Linked DNA regions of Zea mays: region 1 is linked to region 2. A link is a contact called in public Hi-C data. All regions are on one chromosome and are shown on one strand. The core of a region is the stretch at or near the end of the contact, and the rest is flanking DNA. Distances in the headings are between cores, read along the strand shown.

Region 1 (4,705 bases), core at 734-3,233, 150 kb after region 2:
ATTTTCATTCAACATCCGGTGTATATATATAACATATATATATATATGTCACCAGATCCGAAGTAGATGCTTTACATGCAGTTCCAAGTTCAGAATCCGCAGGAGGTAGCACTGGATCACTGAGCATTAGTAGAATCAGAGAACGACCACAGCAGACAAACTCAATACAGATAGGAAACCAATGAACCCATCAAACTAATTAAAGATGCAAACAGGCTAAGCATGATCTCTGTGATCAAATCTAGAAAGAATCCATTGAGTCAGTATATATAACACTCAAGCAAAGAAGAACAGCAGTTTCGAATTTAGTAAACCACTATTGAGGTTCCACGTAACTTTTGAAGATCCCAAGTAATCGACAGTTTTACAGCACATGCTGCTTAGAACATTCACCCAACATCCAGTTTATGTAAATATAAAATACCCAAAATTGGCTTCCAGAGGAAGAAGACCAGAGCCACCTAGAATATATGAATCCAACATTACATTAACTCGGTACTGATTAATCACACCAAATACTATACTACTTAGTATTATATCATGCTCATAGATCCATTTCACGAATATATTTCCACTAGACGAAAACTGCAATAATATCTATCCATCATCCGCCTCCCTCATCTATACACCAACCAAGACGAATCGATAAAAATCTAATACGCACGCAGAACTCAGGCATCTGCAATAATAATCAGGAACCAGAGATGTGAAGCCGATGCGCCTAGGAAGAGTGTGCCCCACCTTCGGGAGGCAGCGATGGCATCCCCTCCGAGTTGTAGTTGTAGACGACCGCGCGCGGCGGCGCGTACATCATCGGCGGGAACGCCTGCATGTGCTGCGGGACGCCGTAGACGCCGCCGGCCGCGTGAAGATCTCCGCCAGGCGCCTCGCTTCCTCCGCCACCGACAATGTGGTAGACCGGGCGAGGCATGTAGCCGCCCTGCGCAGACGGTTCGAGATAGTGGACCGGCGGCGGCACGGGGAAGTAGTACACAGGCTGCGCCATGTACGGCGGCGGCGGGGCGGGCCACGATGACGCTCCCTCTACGACGTAGGGCATCTGGCGCGCGGAAGGTGGCACGTCGCATTCGTCGTCGTCGTGGTGGCGCGGAGTCTCCGTGGCGTCGGACTTGGCGCGGGCCGCCGCGGGGCCGGGGCTGGGCTCACCGGACGTGGTTTCGAGGCCGAAGAGGTAGTCGGGAACCTCGGAGACGATCGAGGAGGCCTCGGATCGGCCGCGCTCGGTGGGGTGCGGCTGCGGCGCGGGGGCGTTTAGCGCGTCGACAAACCACTGGTCGGTGGAGGCGGCCTCACTGGTGGTGCCGGAGAAGACGGAGCCGAAGGCGGCGTCAGGCGCGGGCGCGAAGAGGAAGACGCGGAGGCGGGGTGGCCTGGCGACGTTGGCGGAGAGGTCTTGGATGCGGTCAAGCTCGTCCATGAGGTGGTCGACGTCGTCGTCGGAGGTGATGGAGACGAGCGAGTCGAGGTCGTCCTGGGGCAGCTGGTACTTGAGCGACGGCCTGGGCGCCCCCGGGGCGAAGAGCACGGGCGCGACCTTGGCGAGCGCGGCGACGAGGGCGGCGAAGGAAGTCACGGCGCGCGGGAAGGAGACGATGCGGGTCTCCCCGCCGACGTAGCGCAGCTGGCGGTCCCCAGGGCGCGGTAAGATGCGGCCGCCGAAGCTGCACATGAGGCGCACTTGCGGGCCCCCGTGCGCCGCCTGCGCCTGCGCGGGGGGAGCAGCCGGGGTAGGCGCGGGCGCCGGGTGCAGAGATGGCGGATGGAGGTGGTGGATGCCGCCGTTCCCGACACCGGCGCGAGGGGTCGAGGACGCCGAGGTGGAGTCCGGGTGGTGCGAGGACGGCGACGTCATAGGACGCGGCGGCGGTGGTCCCGTCCCGTGATAGGGGAGTGGTGACTGGTGAGTGGTGAGGCGGTGGTGGTGGAAGGGATGGAGCGAGCCGCGAGGCGGAGGTGCTAGTTGTGAGGGCGCATCGGGATTTGGGAATCGCAAGTTGCTAGAGACTAGAGAGATGGAGCCTGGTTTCTATTCGGGGTGCTAGGCTAGTGGGGCTGGCTCGGCGGCTAGCTGTAGGATCCGATACTGCAGTGATTGATTTGGCATGTCCAGCCTCTGTTTAAAAATTGAAATTTCATATTTAAGAGTTCAAAGTTCAAATTATTTACAGGATTTGCATGCTGCCAAAATGGACGGCTACCTTTAATTTTCTGGTTGACGATAATGATCAGTAATAATGTTCCTTAAAAACAGGGGCGGACACATAACATCATGGAAGAGAGGGCACACTTGCAACAACGAGCACCAAAATATTATATGGTATATCACTCTTGTCTCCATGTGTTGAGCCTTGTAAACTTTTCATTAAGTATTTACTTAACAGTCTAATTAGACTTTTAAGTGTATTGTCATCCAAAACACCAAAATCCACGAGAAACCTTTCACATGGCAACATTATAATGTCCAATATGAGCTATATTATTAACCTTGCTCTAAGCTAGAAACTGACCTTTTTATTGTTTGGGTGGACTTAACGTTAGAAATCACAACAACAACATATAGGTAATGCATCTTAGATCATGATCTATGGTACCAAGCTATGTGGCGGTAATCTGACAGTCAGTTCAGCACAATGAATCTTAATATTGAGCTTGACACTGCATATCATTTCACTAATGTCAGCACCAAGCTTGGTGTCAAGTAAACCCAAAACCCTAATATTTAGAGCTCCACCACTAATCCTATCAATCTATCATGCCTAGCTTAGGGAATACAACTTGCTAGATTTTTATATTTTTTACAGGGTGTAACTTGGCTTTTTCTCCTTTCTCTCACACCCGTAAGATGGTTCCATATCATCCTTCTTTTGATCACTTTTATTATTGAGAGATGCCTCAAGCTTGATGTTCTTTCTCATAATGCTTGATGTCTCCTTCACACAGACTTAATTGCTCTTGTCTCCTTACAAGTTCATCCTCCTTGCTCTTTAGACAAATTTGGTCCGCCCTCAAGCATCACTCTTGATCAAGCCTCCTCTGTTGTTCCACCTCACGAGCTCGAGTCATCTTCACAAAGTATTGGCCTTTATTTTCCACCTCCTTTGTCACTCTTCGTGGCTGTGTCGGTGGTTCCTGAGCCACCCATTCATTGAAATTGCAAGGGTATGTATGTTGTTATAGATGTCATGGAATGAGTTAAAAAAGATCACGAGAAACAAATATTTTAGTTGTTGTGGTTAGAATGAAGTTTTCATCTAGATCTAGGCAATTTGATATGATTTAGATGGATAGAAGGGGGTAAATAACCTATAAATTTTTCTTTCAAGTCCATAAAATGCTAGACCAAAGTTAGATTATAGAAGGTGGAACAAATTCAAATACTCGCTCTAGCTCTATTTCACAACAAGCAAGCCCCTTCAAAAATTCTAGTTGACAAGTCTCTAGTTTGATTTCACTTAAGCACACAAATTAGCAACTATACAATTACACAATTACACATGAGTGCTAATAAGTGAATAAAAAACAACTAGTTACAGTTATGACGTACTCTAGAGTTACTTAGAACAACTACCACACAAGACAATAATTTGAATGTAAATGCAAGTGTGATTGCGATCAAATCGAATCAGGCAAGTGAATGGACACTGTCAGTACCCTGAAGTAGGGGTACCCGTTACTACAGTATGAAAGTGCGCTGTCCATGCGGCTATCCTTAGTCGCGTGGCGAACAGTACCTGACCCCACCACATGGTCGGCCCCAGGATCTCCACGTGGTCGGAGAAAAAAGACGATAGAACCTAGGATATCAACAGTGGGTCTAGACTCCCATGGGAAAGTGTCGGACCCCTGTGTGTACGGACCGGACCCCTGGGTAAGGTCCAGAACCGCCACAAGCGTGCCCGGACCCCTGGGACGAGCCCCCGGACCCCCCTGGGCAGGGTCTGGGCCACTCGCAGCAAGATCCCGGGATTCTGGCGCAAAGGATACTCAGGCCTTGCTCAAGGTCAGGCGGGGGTCCGGAGCCGACACGTGTCCGGACCATGCCGCGTATGCTTCTGCTCCCCGCTTAGGCGGAGACTCGATGCTGCCACACGACCTACTGCCCGTGACGTAAGCCAGCGGGCGGAGCCTGACGTAAGGCCTCTGGGCCGCGCGGTCTCTACATTTATTACAGATAAGATGCGCCGCCTGACAGGCGATGTGTCGCCTCAGCATTTAATGCGCCCTATCACTCTGCTGGCGGACGGTGACCAGACCATCCCACAGGCGGTGTGCCTGTCCATTCCCATGGTAGGCGGCACGACCATACTGCCGCATGCACCACGATCATCATCACTCGTACGTCGCCAGGCAAGCTTCCTCAGCACGACAATGCTGCGCAAGATCGCAGATAACAGGGCAGAAGGAGATTGCACCCGGCCTGGCATTAGTGGCTCCGGGTGTTCCTTCTGTTATGTTCCTAGGCCCACATGTCGGGGCTCAACATCCTTGTACGTGCCCCCTTGAGCTATAAAAGGGGAGGCACACAACGTTACAGAGGACAGACCCAAGCTCACCCAGATACACTCAAAAGTTCATACAAGCTCTCAAGCTCAATACAACACACAGTGGAGTAGGGTATTACGCTCTGGCGGCCCGAACCACTCTAAATCCTTGTGTGTTCTTGCGTTCTTCCCGTTTCCACCTA
Region 2 (4,494 bases), core at 673-3,172:
AAAGGGGAAGATTGAAAGAGAAATAGGGTCAAACCTTTTCCAATTGAATTTTGGTGGTTGAATTGCCCAACACAAATTATTGGACTAACTAGTTTGCTCTAGAATATATGTTCTACATGTACCAAAGGTTCACAACAAACCAATACAAAGATAAAAGAAAGGGTTCAAAACAAAGGAGCAAAGTAAACCGGAGGCAGCCCTGGTCTGGCGCACCGGACTGTCCGGTGCACCACCGGACAGTGTCCGGTGCACCAGGGAGAATCAAATCAAACTTGCCAGCTTCGGGAATCTGGGGAGGCCGCTCCGCTATAATTCACCGGACTGTCCGGTGTCCCAGCGGAGCAACGACTACTTCGCGCCAACGGTAGCCTGCAAGTGAACAGTAAAAGCAAACAGTGCGCGCCTGCGCGCGCAGAAGTCAGAGCAGGCGCAGAAGGCGCACCGGACAGTGAACAGGACCTGTCCGGTGCACCACCGGACTGTCCGGTGGCCCAGTTATCAGAAGCTCCAACGGTCGAAATCCAACGGCCTGGTGACGTGGCTGGCGCACCGAACAGTGTCCGGTGGCGCACCGGACTGTCCGGTGCGCCATACGACAGAAGCCTTCACCAACGGCCACATTGGTGGTTGGGGCTATAAATACCCCCAACCACCACACTTCAAATGATCCAAGCATTCACTACACCTCATTCAACACAAGAGCAATACACAACACTCCAAGACACAAATCAAAGCCTCCGATCGAATCAAAGTCCCCAATTCAACTCTAGTTCTTAGGACTTGTGAGGAGATCGACTTGTGTTCTTTTGTTGCTCTTGTTGCTTGGTTGGCTTTCTTCTTTCTCTCATTCTTACTCTCAAAACCTTGTAAGCGAAGCAAAAGACACCAATTATGTGGTGGTCCTTGCGGGGTCTAAGTGACCCGGGAAATCAAGGAAGGAAGCTCACTCGGTCTAGGTGACCGTTTGAGCGAGGGAAAGGGTTGAAAGAGACCCGGTCTTTGTGACCACCTCAACGGGGAGTAGGTTTGCAAGAACCGAACCTCGGTAAAATAAATCACCGCGTCTCACTCTTCATTTGCTTGTGATTTATTTTCTCCCTCTCTTTCGGACATGATTATATTTCTAACGCTAACCCCGGCTTGTAGTTGTGCTTAAGTTTATAATTTCAGATTCCGTCTATTCACCCCCCTCTAGGCGACTTTCACTGGGCGGGGAGCAGAAGCGTCATGCGGACAGGTCCGCACCAGGCTGGGCCTCGACACATGTCGGCACCGGACCCCTGCCTGAGCAAGGCCTGGGTATTCTCTGCCCTAGAGTCCCGGGACCCGACTGTGGGTAGTCCGGACCCCACGCAGAGGGGTTCGGGACCCGACTCGGGAGGTTCGGGTTGCACTCGCGGGGGTCCTGGACCTTGCTCCAAAGGTCTGGTCTACATGTACAGGGGTCCGACACTTTTCCATGGGATCCGGACCCACTATTGGCATCTTGGAATGTATCGTTTTCTCTGGCCACATGACGACCCTGGGGCCATCCATATGGCGGAGTCGGGTGCTGTTCATCACGTGACTAGTGACTAGAGATAGTCGCGTGGGCACCGCGTCTTTATGCTGTAGTAAAGGGTACCTCTGAGTTAAAGTACCGATAAATCTTCAGAAGCTGTTTTATAGAAAAACCGAAGCTACAAGCCTACAACCAAACTCTCCCAAACATGTCCTCGAAGACAAGGGGAACCAAACGAAGGAGCCTGGAGCCCCCGGACCCAGCAGCGTTCATCGTGTACTCCCTTTCGGCCCAACCCAAATAGCGCTCGCGTCAGGTGCCCGGCTGCCCGCTACCAACTAGGATCAAGGCGCACATCGCGGCCTCGCGAGCGGACGCCAGCCACCCAGCCCCGTCCGTCCGATCTGGCCCCTTGACCGCTTAAGCTCACCTCAGATACGATTAGTTACACTTTTTGTTCCTTCCGTAATCGTCGCCTTCGATTTGTTGCTGCTGCAGCTGCTGGCCAGGCCATACTACTAGAGAGGGACGCCCTCCCTTCCTCTCGCTTGGCTTACACTTCTCCCCATCCCCCAACACAAACCCAACACAACTCCGCCGTGTCGCCTACACGCACTGGCCACGACCAAACCCTAGGCGCCGCCGCCCCCGGGGCCCCCAGGTACGCCTCTCGCCTATCCGCCGCCGTGATTCCGCCTCCGCGCCGCCGTCGTGGCGCTCAGCGACTGAGAGATACGCACTAGGGTTCGCTGCGATTTCGTTGGTAAGGGTGATTTTTATGTTTTATTTTTGTTCCGGTGTGTGATTGGATCAGGGCTGTCGTAGGGAGGAGAAGGAGGAGGAGATCGGTGAGGAGAGAAGGGGATTTATGTCCCAGCGAGGGGACAGGGGCGAGGGGCACGCCAGGAGACCCGGCCGGTCCAGCAGCTTCGGCGGCCACCGCGGAGGCGGAGTCGGTGGCGCGGGCAAGGGCGGCGCGGGCTCCTCAGGCCAGCCTCCTCTCTCATCCAACCGCAGGTAAATTACTGCCATATTTGATTGATTGCCCTCTGCCTCTGCTTCGCACGATTGGTTGATCTCGCCAGGGATGATAGGGTTTTGATGAGAACTTTGGATCTTGATTGCAGCTTTAGAAAGCCTGGCAATGGCCACGGCGGGCACCAGAGGGTGGTGAACCAGCCCGACACCACTGGCTTCCAGCCTGCACCAGCGCCTGGCACCCACCAAACTCCTGCGCGCCCGCCACCTGCGCCTCAGAATGCAGCCGTGCATGTTCCTGTCTCCGCATCACGGCCACAACACCAGGGTGAGTGAGGTGTCCTGTTCCGCTATCTTGTACTGTGTTTGGAATGGTGCCGTTTGGATTGATAAACATGATGTGTTCCTTCGTTTGATTGCACATGTTTTTTTTTGATTCACCAGATCCACATGTGTCATCTTCATTGTCTGCCAGCGAGAAACCGGCTAATCCGCCGTTACCACTACCGAAAGCTACACATGCTGCTCCAAGGGCTCTACCAAAAAACTCTAACACAGCGCTTCCTCAGGGAGGATCGCAAGGTTTGCCTTATATACGCTGTTACATGTTCTTGCATGTGCATTTTTACCATCTATGGTGGCATTGTACACCTTCACTCTGGCTATTCAAACCATATTTTAGATAGGTATATACTGCATCATTAACCACCTTCTTCTTGTTGTTTATTTCTTTACAGGAGAACCATCAAAGGGGTTTAACTTTCAGTTTGGTAGTATAAATATGAATGGGCTACCGGTATGATTTTGTTATCTCTTTTTTTTTTCTCCAGCTTGGGTCATGAAGCTCTCTGTATTAGCAATTACCTTTTGCTTTCTACTTACATTACATCTATAAAATTTTGTACAGCAATTTCCTGCCAGGACAAGCTCAGCTCCTCCAAATTTGGATGAACAAAAACGTAATCAGGTATCTTGTCTTCTCTTGTTTATACAATATTCTGATGTATGTATTCTTATTTGTTGGTTCAGTGCTTGTTTATTGGACTGCTAGAACCTACAAAAATATTGATGTCCCATGACTAATTTGCCTTCCGGAGCACAGCCAGTTCCTTTTGCATGTGTTATTGGTATTGATTTGATACGCGTTCTAAATCTGCTAGTGCTCTAAAAATATTCTATTTTGCTTGTATACCTTATTCAGGCACTTGTGGAGGAACTTAAGGTTACACCTGCCCCTGTGCAACCAGCTCTGAAACAGCAGCAGTTGCAGCAGCAGCCACAGCTGCCGCCACAGCTGCCGCCGCAGCAGGTTCCCCAGCAGCCACAGCAGCAGTCAGCAAGAAAGGAAGCTGTTGGTTCCAGCCAACATAACTCCATCAATCCCCATATTACATCGCAATTGAAAAGAGATGTGCACCCATCTCCATCTGTCCCTAATGTTACATCTCTTAGACCTACCGTTCAAATTCCTGGTGTTCAGATGCCGATCCCCTTCCATCACCAGCCGGCACAAGTTTCCTTGCAGTTTGGTGGTCATGGGGCACAACTGCAGCCTCAAGTCGTGCCTAGCTCATATCAAATGTCAATGGGATTGACAGGCAGTAGTACACAAGTCCCACAGCAGCTGTATGCCCCTACTCTGCAGCATCATCAATTGCAACAGCAAGCAATGATGCATCCTGGCCAGGGTATGGGTTATGTTCCTTCCGTTGCTCACCAATTCCCACAGTTGGGAAACATTCCTATGAACATCGCATCACAATATGCTCAGCAACAGCCAAACACGCATGCTGCTGCACGTAAGACTACTGTAAAAATTACTCATCCAGACACTCATGAAGAGTTGAAGCTCGATAAGAGGATGGACTCTTCTGGGCAGAGAGCTGCACCGAGCTTGACACAACAATCCCAGCCCGTTGGTAATTATGCTCCTCATATTGGCTTCTTTCATCAGCCACAGAGTTCCTACAATCAGTCAGGAATGTATTACCCTACTACAGCTGGTGTGAACCAGG

What was found. A called contact is a pair of places that touch in the nucleus more often than the background predicts.
Region 1: a contact with region 2 is called in a Hi-C map of leaf, with 4 times the contacts expected there. The contact joins the promoter of LOC100502353 here to the promoter of LOC103633283 in region 2. A contact is called at or near these places in 3 of 25 Hi-C or Micro-C datasets (ear, leaf and tassel).

The regions. Positions count from the first base shown.
Region 1 is chr7:165,714,455-165,719,159 of Zm-B73-REFERENCE-NAM-5.0, forward strand. LOC100502353 (Octicosapeptide/Phox/Bem1p family protein) reads right to left here and starts at 1,984. Exons shown (of 1, transcript NM_001196831.1): 1 at 560-1,984. The coding sequence starts at 1,873. The coding sequence ends at 722.
Region 2 is chr7:165,564,808-165,569,301 of Zm-B73-REFERENCE-NAM-5.0, forward strand. It overlaps LOC103633283 (eukaryotic translation initiation factor 4G), which reads left to right and starts at 1,923. Exons shown (of 12, transcript XM_023300574.1): 1 at 1,923-2,162; 2 at 2,327-2,518; 3 at 2,629-2,807; 4 at 2,924-3,061; 5 at 3,217-3,275; 6 at 3,387-3,446; 7 at 3,681-4,494. The coding sequence starts at 2,370.